Linked DNA regions of Mus musculus: region 1 is linked to region 2. The links are chromatin contacts, called in public HiChIP or PLAC-seq maps. All regions are on one chromosome and are shown on one strand. Each heading gives the region's core, a stretch centred on a gene start, on an enhancer-like site or on the middle of the called end of the contact. The rest is flanking DNA. Distances are from core to core; before and after follow the strand shown.

What was found. HiChIP or PLAC-seq counts read pairs in DNA pulled down with a chosen protein or histone mark.
Region 1: an H3K4me3 HiChIP or PLAC-seq map of embryonic stem cells shows a contact between it and region 2, with 20 read pairs. The contact joins the enhancer-like site here to the promoter of Platr30 in region 2. A contact is called at or near these places in 7 of 39 promoter capture datasets (the C10 cell line, cranial neural crest, embryonic stem cells and 4 more), 3 of 15 datasets of contacts at CTCF or cohesin (CD8 T cells, the NIH/3T3 cell line and embryonic stem cells), 4 of 484 Hi-C or Micro-C datasets (the G1E-ER4 cell line, bone marrow-derived macrophages, embryonic fibroblasts and 1 more), 24 of 115 datasets of contacts at active chromatin or transcription factors (CD8 T cells, the HPC-7 cell line, bone marrow-derived macrophages and 14 more) and 1 of 9 other capture datasets (embryonic stem cells).

What each region holds. Positions count from the first base shown.
Region 1 is chr3:96,439,280-96,444,806 of GRCm38.p6, forward strand. BC107364 (cDNA sequence BC107364) reads right to left here. Exons shown (of 4, transcript NM_001256181.1): 2 at 2,764-2,888; 3 at 1,430-1,583. The coding sequence starts at 2,872. Among named protein-coding and RNA genes, the nearest start is that of n-THgtg2, 6.1 kb to the left of the region's middle. Within about 2 kb of position 2,927, at least 19 of the 459 cell types and tissues checked have an H3K27ac peak or open chromatin away from gene starts, as enhancers often do. A contact at or near this core is called in embryonic stem cells and pancreatic cancer cells, where this site is marked.
Region 2 is chr3:96,343,567-96,348,725 of GRCm38.p6, forward strand. It overlaps Platr30 (pluripotency associated transcript 30), which reads left to right and starts at 1,721. Exons shown (of 6, transcript NR_152105.1): 1 at 1,721-1,956; 2 at 2,558-2,811. n-TEttc3 (a tRNA gene) reads left to right here and starts at 3,109; the gene lies at 3,109-3,180.

The DNA.
Region 1 (5,527 bases), core at 1,677-4,176, 97 kb after region 2:
AGTCAAGAGAATGTTGTATTCAATAAGTATTATTGGCTGTATGTAGACGTTTAAGTCTCACTAGTCCCCAGAGTGTCTCTGTGTACAGAGGCATACACCTCACTTATCTTGTTGATCTTGTCAATCTTTCTCTTCTTGTCTGTAGCCAAGGTCTTCAGCCTGCACGTCTATCTCAGCAAAGCAACCTTCACCAAGCAGCTGCTCTGTGGAAATCTCTCTACCCCGGCTCGATTTTGTCTTGCTATCTCCTTTGCCTCTTCTCTCCACCATGAGAACCATTGTAAATGTGACGCAGGTTTTAGTATTGCCTTTGCCATATCCTTCCAGTCTTGGGGGATTACTCTATTTTTAATAGCCCAAGAAGTCAGGATTTGTTTTGTTTTACAAATGGCAGATGTATTCCAAAATTAGTGACACTTTCCTTAAATGTCCTCCGGTCTAACAGACCCACACGTTGCCATTCGAGTTCCCGACAGTTCTGTGAAGGACCATCGTGTGCTGTTCTTTGCTGTGTGCTAACCGGATGAACTAAAGTCTGGTTTCTATCAACCTTTGGTTGGTTTTCTCCAATGTTATCTTCTGTCTCTACCTGAGTATTTTCCCTGATATTTTAAGTTCCTCCTATTCCATAAGTTCCTGTTCTTTCTGTCCAAAGTTCTGCTTCCACATTCTCATTTTTTCTTCATTATAATTCTGGTATTCTGCTGTCTACTTTATTTTGATTGATTGATTTTAAAAGGTTCTCCAAGCCTTGCTTCCAATCCTCATTATTTTCTCTCTGCCTCTCAGTCTGACCTGTGAGCTGCTGCATCCTTTCTTCTAGCGTCTTTTCCAGTCCGTCTCCCACCTTCATTTTGTTCTCTCTGTCACTTACTATGACCTGTCAATGTCAGTGACTTTAATTCTAGCATTCCCTCTAAGCCATGTTGCCATTGTCAGGCCTTAAAATTCTCTCTCTGTTGCTCATGCTGCTCTGTAAACTCCTGTACCTTCTGTTCTAGGCCCTGCTTCCGTGATTCTAACTTCTCTTCGTGTTGTAATTCTGATATTGCAGCATCTACCATATTTTTATTTACTAGTGTTAGTAAATTATCCTCTAGACTCTGTTTCCAAATTTTATCGCTATCTCTTTGTGGTTCAGTCTGATTTGTAAATTTCTGCATCTTTTGTTCTAGCATCTTTTCCAGTTCCTCTCTGCAACCTTCAATTTTCTCTCTCTGTCGCCTATCTTGACCTATAAATCCTGTACCTTTAGTTCCTCTAATTCCTTTTCTAAGCTCGTAATTGTTTATTTAGGGCCCTGTCTTTTTGAGAAGACATGATAAACCATGATAGTAACCATGTCATAATGATAATTGACAGTGTGTCGATTTCCTTTAAATCCATCCCTGTCAAACTGTTCAAAATATCAATTTATAATTCTTATTACCTGATCCAGAGCTTCTTGTACCTCTGTCTCCCTCTGCTGTTCGCTTTGGGACACTGCAGTTCGCTTCTGTGAGGTCCTGTCTTTGTTTGGGTCAAGGACGCGGATTTCAGGTGGTTGGGGCAGTCGGTCTGGTTGTCCGGTTTTCTGTTTAGACCTGGAAGACACGGGGAAGCAAACGGGGAAGGCTGCTTGGGCGGAGATGCCTGCTGTGCTTTTGAGAAGGCTATTTCGCAGGCAGTCGCGCCCCAGGGTCCTTAGTCCTTCTTTAGTTTCAGGGAACCCCAACTGTTGTGATGCTAGCGCTGCCTAAATCCCAGCTCTGGCTGGGGTGCCGCCTCTGGTTGCTAGGGTTTGCTTAGGGCTTGGGGAGGCAGCGTTTAATTTACACAGTGCCGCAGCTTTAGACCGCAGCCCTAGCTGTTTATATTGGGGGGACGGGGGTGGGAGGCGGGGGTCTTTTATTTCAAGTTAGTTAGGTTCTAAGCCCGACGTAGGGGTGCCAACTGTTTCGTGGATTTCTTACCCCAATAAACCCGTATAAAAACACACACACAAACCAGTTATTATATTTATAAGCTATATGTCTAGAATGGGCATTATACTTATTCTCCAGCTATGAGACGTCTTGCTACCTGCAGCTTCTACAGGCCATGTGGTTCTGTTCCCTATTAGCTTTCTCCTTCCCATCTCCTGTCTCTTCACCTGGCACACTAAGACCTCCAGACCCATCTTCCTTGTGGGGCTGTGTCCTCGCTGCTGCTATGGCAAGCAGAGTTACCCAGCAGGGGAGAGAGACTCCATGGTCGGGATACACTGTGCTTGGGGTGTGCTGACCCCTGCGATTTCCCCAAACTCTCACACCTGAGCCTGTTCATAGAGTTCAAAAGTTGTATTTCTTTTCCTTTGGAAACGTTTGTGTGTGCGTTGTAGCTTCGTGGCTGTTTATATCAGATACAGTGCATGCATGTTTATTTTAATTTACTATAGTTTTGTATACTGGTTTCTTTGCATAACCTGGGACACTGAAGAGCTGTTAAGGGAGAGAAAAGTGGTAACTATGTAGTGTACGTTTTCAAAAAAATTCCTTAGCCACGATTAAGGATTAAATTCAGAAAAGTGCAGCGATTGTTGTTTTTGCTTTTCTAATGCTAGGTACTGAACTGGTAAACCCATAGTCTTCGCTGACTGTCATCTGAGGAGTGGCCTATTTGTCAAGTCTTTAATTCTTTGAAATGACGTCTTGATCAGTTATAAATGAATGAGAAAACCCCTAAGATTAGAAGTCTGGAGTTTTTGTTTCAGTGTTGTTTCTTAAAACCATAGAGCACACTTACAGGCGAGTAACTCAAATTCTGGGTTGAATTTCTCCTTTCCTCGGCTCCTGTTTTGAAGTCTCACACCACCAAGCCTGGGCTTAGCTGCCAGCACAAACCTTCTCAGCATGGTTTGAAATGAGTCCCTGGCAATTGAAAGAACAGGGAAAGAGTCACTAGGAGACAATTCCTCTTTTGTTTCCTCTCCAAACAAATGCTGTTAACTTTTGTTCTTTAAAATCTAACCTTACAATTTTATTGTTTTTGTGAAAAATCAACTTAGAACCTGGTCACTTGGCCCTTTCTCTTCTTGTCACCTCCCAGTTCAAGCTGCTTGTATCTCTTAACACAGTGTGCCAGGGTTCTCTTAGATCTACAGTGGGGTTCTGAACGCGATCTTCTTTGTAAGCCTTTTTTTTTTTTTTTTTAAATATGCTTTGTTCCCTGTCACAAGGACACTAATCCTTGCCCTTCCTGTGCTGTCACTGCGTGGAGCTGGTGCCTGCCCAGTTCTTGCAGACAGCTGGGTGAGTTTTAGGAAAGTTCAGCACAGCTGGTGGTGTGCTATCCAGTCAGAAGCCATTACATTTCTGTGAAAATCCTTAACATTCATGTGAATGTTATGAGCAGGATAATCACCATGGTTCTCTGCATGTTCTTAGAAGCCAGGATGGCTAGGTTCATAGTCCAGGTTTCATTCCACATTCATAAACAGACCCTGAACCAAAGGTTGAGTTATTTCTGTGTCTCCTTTCCCCTATCTGCCATCCCAGGCGTCCTGGAGTTCACAAGGCTTGTGTTTATAAAGGGGTTGGGGTTTTGTTATGTTTGGCTTGTTTTATTTGGAAGAGAAGAATGTTCCGATACTCTGTACTAGGAACGGAACTGTGTGCCCTCTACCACTGGACTATCCTACCCGCACTTGTCACTTTTCATTTGTACACACAGTAATTCACTACGTTGCCTAGGCAGGCCTTGAACCACCTGCCCCAGCCTCCGTAGCAGTTCGGATCATAGACCTGAACAGTCAGATATCTCTGTGTTTTGTTTTGTTTTTATAAATATGGGTTCAATACAGAACAGAGCCCCTGCCCTCCCTCCCCCCACCCCCCATTGGTGACATCTGCTATAACTGAAGCCCCACATTAAAACCAGGAAACCCCACAGGCCAGACTGCAGGTCTGAATCAATCCTCATTCACTGTTTGATATGTTTCTAGACATGCATGAATGTATGTGGGCATCCTGCTGCTTCACCTATAAAAATGTCCTCAAAGGCATTACCACCTCTCACTGACTGCTGGGTGCTGTTACCTGTGACCAAAAAACTCTTTCCCTAAGGAGTAGGTTTCTGTATATATCTCACACTCTGAGGCCTTCAGCTCAAGCAGAAATGTGAGGCCACTTAGCAAAGATGTGCCCAGAAACAGGCAGGACACTAGTACTGTGCACTCTAACGAGGCTCACAGAAGGCTGGAAGGAAGCACCCACCCAGAAAACCTGATGTAGCAGAGAAGGCCAGTGAGTGGGAGGGGCCTCGGAAACCAGTTCTCAGCAGGTCAGGGGGCTGCAGGCAGGTAGTCTTGAGAGTCCCCATCCCCAGATCTTCAGCTCCCTTTCTGGTTCACCATTCCACTCTCTGGGTTTCTATTCCCACCCCAGGTCTCCTTCACTCTTCTTATGACTCTCTATCCCCCTCTGTCTTGTCAGGTCTCTTCCTCCTTCCCCTTTAAGTCCTCTCTCTCTCTCTCTCTCTGCCTCTGTCTCTGTCTCTGTCTCTCTCTCTCTGACTCTGTCTCTCTCTCTCTCTCCTGTTCGCTACTCTTGGAGCCAGATGCTATCTCTCAGTATCTGAGCCTTGCTCTCACCTAACCCTCTGCAGAGTCCAGGTTGATGGTCACCAATTGGGTCCCTAAACATCCTCCTTCCAACTGGGAACCTGTTTCATGTACCACAATATCAAGAACTAAAGGGGGGCAGATTGCCAAGTACCAGTTGCCCCTGCTCTATGCCTGAATCTCTCCCTGTCCTTCTCAATTCTTTGTCTACCCCACTCTTCCACCTACGCTCTCCCATAGATGCCATGGCTCCCTAGAATCCTGACCAATAGCCGCCTGTTTCCATCCCATTGCCGTTTCAATACTGGCTCTGCTTCTTTCCCAACACTTTTGATGGCTACTGTCCCATGTGTGTGAGACTTACTCTTCTTCTGTTGCTGTGATAAAACACCATGTCCAAGCACAAATTACAAAAGAAAGGATCATTCTGGCTTACGGTTGGTTCTACAGTGAGAGTTTGTAACAGTGAGGCAGGCATGGCAAAAGGTGGCCACAGCCAGAGGCTGACAAGTCACACCTCTAGCCAAACACAAGCAGCAGAGGAGGGGGGGGGAGGAGGAGGGAGGGGGAGGGGGAGGGGGAGGTGGAGATGGAGGGAAAGGGAGAGGGAGAGGGAGGGGGAGAGTTAAAAGTGAGCTGAGGCTATAGCCTCTTAAAGTCCACCTCCAGTTGTACACATCCTCCAACAAAGTTCCTTATACCAATGGTCCCATGACTTCCCCACACAGTGGGACCAAGTGTTCAGATACATCAAACTACCACACCCTGCCCTACCTGGTAGGGTGCACATGCATTTCATCCCAGCACTCAGGAGACAGAAAGGTAGGACTGATATGTGAGATGGAAACAGGAATAACATACCTTGCAGGTTAAGGTTTCTGTTTGCAATCAAGACAGTTAAGAATAAGGTCTTGCTTGTTTTAAGTTGTTTTGCAAGTAAAGGTTTTT
Region 2 (5,159 bases), core at 471-2,970:
CGGGCCGTAGCCTGGTCAGCGTGGGGTTCTCATGTGTGGCAGCGGAATTCCAGCATCCGGGAGACGCTGGCGGGTGCGTAGCGCCCACTCACTTCGCGAACACAGCCCAGCCAAGGAATGTTAACCTAAAGGTTCCAAGTTCACACCTACCCTGGGACTCCTGTTGTCATTTTAAACAGCTTTTTGTCCTCTCTCTCCCCGGCGGACAGCTAAACAACATTATCAGTGGCAGATGGACAAACACGCCCAAACCGGCACCCTTCTAGGGTCTGGACACCCTAACCCTGCTGATGGGATATCAATGCTAAACCGTGAGACTCAAATTCCTGAAAGGAATGCGCTCTCCCACCACACCCCACCCCGACTCCCCTTCGAGATAAAAAGATCCTGATGCCTTTGCCAACCCTTAAACAGCTAAGGCATGCGCCCCCTACTCTTTTCACCTGCAAATTAAGGTGGTCTGGGTATCCGGTGAGTGGCAGGAAACCTGAAGTTCAAGTGATTGCTCTAGTAACAAGGTCACCACCACAGAGAACATCAACATAGCCACTCTGCAGCACACAGCTAGTACTGCTACCATTTATGTTTGAGAGAAGGTTTTATGAATCTCACGCTGCCCTAGCACTCTCTTTTCAACTGGTCCTCCAGAGTGCTGCGGTACAAGGGTGGTGGGCCACCCTTGTACCAAACACCATGACTATTATTTTTGAAAAGAGCATATCTTAGTTTGTGCACTATGTGGCTTACCCATTCCAGATTTTATTTCTAAAGCCGATCGTTTTCCTGGTTATTTAGTGACCTCTACACGTTTTTTCTGTAGAGGAGATGTGTGTATCATGGCCACATAGTGTATGTTGTGCCTTGCCTGTGCTCACTTGAAGGCTGTTATGGAAGACTGTTAAAGAAGAGCCAATGGAGAGAAGGTGCAGGAGACAACACCTGAGAAATGGCCAGGGCCAGGTAGCCCCTGTCTTAGCTGTTCCTGCCATCACAGCTGCTACTGATAAACCAGCATGCTTGGTTTATCCATCTTAGGCTTGGAAGCCACCTAGTAAGAACACACCAGGTTAACTCCTGTTTGTGATTAAACCTCTGTTTCTCAAGGACTGGGCTATGCTCTACCTGTAACCTTAACTACATATGGCTCTGTACTGCCTGTCCCAGGAAAAAAACTATACCTTTGTTTCAAAAAGTTGGTATGACCACCGTACAGCCATGTCTTTGTTTCTGGAGAGTATTATCAGCACTTTGTTATGTTTCTGTCACTCTGCCTATTTGCCAGCCGAACCCCGCTTGGAAACCCCCTACTCCTGAGCTATAAAAACTCTCATCTTCCCCATGTCCAATGTTGATGATCTCTTGTACCCCACTTTTAGCCCGTACACACCCCACACACACCACACATACCAACACCACCACCACCACATATACCCACTCCACCACCACCACCACCCCACACACACACTTAAATTTATGTAGCCATGATTTGGGTCAGTTTTCTTTCGCCTAAAGCTACTACTTGAATTGCTTTGACAAAGATAAAGCCAGACCTTAGCTGAAACTGTGAAAACAAACTATTCAGTAAGTACAAAGCACAGATGCTGCCACTGAGACCTGTAAATGAATGAGTACCTGGGTATTCTAAAGGGGAGTGGGGCATCAGAGGTCAAGTCAGAGAAGGGTCAGCACAGGTGAAAATTCTCCAAGGGCTTGCTGGTGTAAATGCCCATCCCACTAGGCTGCTGGTCTGAACTCCCTGCCGATAATGCTTTGTGCTCTTCCTGGAGATGCGGTCTCCTGGTCCAGAGTAATTGTCAGTCTCTGGCACACTCTTCCACTATTAAGCACGTTGGCACTGCCTGAAGGACTGCAACCACAGTGACACTTTGACTCCGTCAGAAGCCACCACTACACAGGGTGCAACTTAGTGTCATGGATGAATCTTCAAGGCATGGTGTAAGCTTTTTCTCCCGGCCTCATCAGCATCATTGCTAACATTTGTAAGATCCCTGAAAGGGGACATGTTTGCTTTCCTAAAACACATATATTTACATCACAATTTATACAGTAGTAAAGTTACAGTTACGAAGTAGCAATGATAATAATTTTATGGGTGGGGGTCACCACCGCATGAGGAACTGAATGAAGGGGATCTCAGCACTCGGAGGTTGGTTGAGGACTATGTTCAAAATAAGGAGACATAGGGGAAAGAGGGTGAAGTGGAGGCAAAAATGACAGAACCTAGGTGGCTGTATTTGAGGCAGAGGTGGAAAGGGAATGCCTAGGAGTCCCCCACCCACCGCAGGCAGCCCTGTGAACACCAGGATTGACCTCCATCCCCTGCTGAGACTGGGTTGAGCATTGGGGCGCAGAGGCAAGCTAACTTCCCTTAGCATTAGATCCGGGAATCTGCAACTTTCGTCTTCCGAAATCTCTACAGGTTGACAGTGTTTAGTGTCTAAAAACCAGAAAGGTTTTGTTTTTCTTTTTTGCTTGTTTTCGTTTTTTTGTTTGTTTTTCCTGAAAGCCATTTGCTTTCCTCCTTCCCTAAGCACAGCTGCAGAGCACAGCATCTAGTCAGGCAAGTCTCCACTAAGTCTTCCTGCTAAGTCTTCCTCTCGAAAGACCGTTAGGATGCTCGAGATGGTCGGGGAAGAAACGGAACCAGCATGCCAATTGCTCCCTTGAGCCAATTATCATGTAAGGGACCTGGAAAAGGATGCTCGACACACACTGAGACCTGTCCTCACTTAAACCACCACGAACCCGAAAAAGTGTTTCTGCACAAGGCTAGACTGGTCTGGAATCCAGGTGAGTTTCCTTATGGCCTGGCCTCAGAGCCCAGTGCACCACCTGGCCCCGGGAAACATGAGAGGTGGAACAGAGGCTGTAGGACGCTGGGGGGTGGATGTGAGCACACTTGATACCTGCTAGTCTTCAGTTTCTGGTCCTGCCGGCATTTATTGGTAAATACCCTACTACATGACATGCCATTCAAATTCTGTTATTCCCTGGTAGTCTTGTGACTAGGATTCGGCACTTTTACGATTCCGACCCGAGTTCACCTTAAGTGCGATTACAACCCAGGTTCACCTTATGTTCTGTCCGTCCCTGGTGGTCTAGTGGCTAGGATTCGGCGCTTTCACCGCCGCGGCCCGGGTTCGATTCCCGGTCAGGGAAGGCTTTTGACCACAAGAATCCTTCAAGGTTTGTGAGCTGTCCTGGAAAAGTCAGTTTCAAGGTTGACAACTCAAAGTTGAAACTGTCAACTCAAAGTTTCCAAATAAATAGCAATTCCCAGGCGACAAACACGCACGTTGTTGGCCATGTACCTCTAGACATATTTTGTTTTCTTTTTTAAATGTCTTGTTTTTTTCCTCGTTTCAGGATAATTCAGTAAAAATTACCAGACATAAAAATAAGCAAGTACTTTGACCTTGAAATTGCTTTTTAGAATTAATTCTTATTATATGTGTAATATAGCCTTGTTATATTATTATATAAATATCCTATATAGAGAATCCAGTTCATGTGCATGAATTAGGAAAATTTTAAATATATACTACTCCACTCACAACACAAAGAACATGCAATTTTTGAAGGGCTGGTACTGGTGATGGAACCGGTGTTTCAGACAAGTTTTTGTTTTGTTTTGTTTTGTTTTGTTTTGTTTTAAAGAAGTTATGTGTAAAGGTGTCTCGATGGCATGTATGTCGGGAAACCACGAGTGTGTGGCTGATACTCTGGATGGCCAGAATAGGGTATTGGATCTTCTGGATACTAGAGTTAGAGCTGTTATGTGAGTGTGATCTTCTCAAATAGCAGAAACCATCTCTACAGTTCCCTAGCACCAGTTCTACACTATTACTCTATGTAAGGAACCCTGTTATAGCTGAGTGTGGGGTGGTGGTACCTAACTTTAGTCCCAATCCTCTGGAGGAAAAGGGAGGTGATGTTGAGGCTAGCATTCTAGAACAGTTAGGGCTATGCAGAGAAACCCTGTCTCAAAAAATTAAACAAAATTAAATAAAAAAATTTAAATAAAAACAAGTAAGTAAATAAATAGAAAACCCGTTCCAATATTTATGTGTTGATTAATGTTCACTTTTATCTTGACTGGTGTGTCAAGATATGTGTTAAAAATCACCATGGATACAATCTCTAGGTGTGTCTATGAATGTATTAGCAGAAAGGCTTAACTGAGGAGAGAAGAGCCATCCTAAATGTAGGCAGACCAAGCTGTCAGCAAGGGTCTCAATTGAATACAGAAGAGAAAATTGCTAGTTGTCTCTTCACGCTTGTAATGGCTTCACTGGATGCCATATGGTCCTGCTACTATGCATGTCCCACAGTGACAAACTATACCCTCAAATTATGAACCAAATTAAGCCCTACCTTCTTTAAATTGCTGTTCTCAGATTTTTTTTCAGAGATTGATTTATTTTATGTATATGAGTACACTGTAGCTGTACTGATGGTTGTGAACCACCATGTCGTTGTTGGGAATTGAACTCGACCTCTGCTCGCTCTGGCCCCACTCCCTCCGGTCCAAAGATTTATTATTATATGTAACTACGCTGTAGCTGTCTTTAGACACACCAGAAGAGGGCATCAGATCTCATTACAGATGGTTGTGAGTCACCATGTGGTTGCTGGGATTTGAACTCAGGATCTCTGGAAGAAGGTCAGTGCTCTTAACCGCTGAGCCATCTCAGATATTTGATCACAGAAAGTAAATACAAGGAGCCATTTAATTTGGGGGGCAGCCCATGAAGAACCCCCCCTCCTAGCCTGCTTCAAAATGGAGAAATTTAGGTATAGAAAACCTCAATGACTTATTTAAGGTCCCACCCCAGTCTCTGAGGTTCCCCTCAAGTCTGAAGCGTCCTGTTAGAATGCTGCGAGTTTCCCCTTCTCCTCAGTTACTGGCAGCTCCCCAGAGGCCCACAGCTTTAAAAACGAAGTCTGTAGAGGTGAGCAGGAGTGGGTTGAGTTTATGTGTCTAGAAAGTGAGACTCTGGAGCTCTGGAACCAATAATTGTGGGGAGGAAAATTTTTTTCCAGAATTTTAATGTTCTGAATAAGATTTTTAAATCTTTAGCTGCAGATGAGACTTTCTCAATGCACTTACAGAAAAGTGCGATATGGATATGGACGAG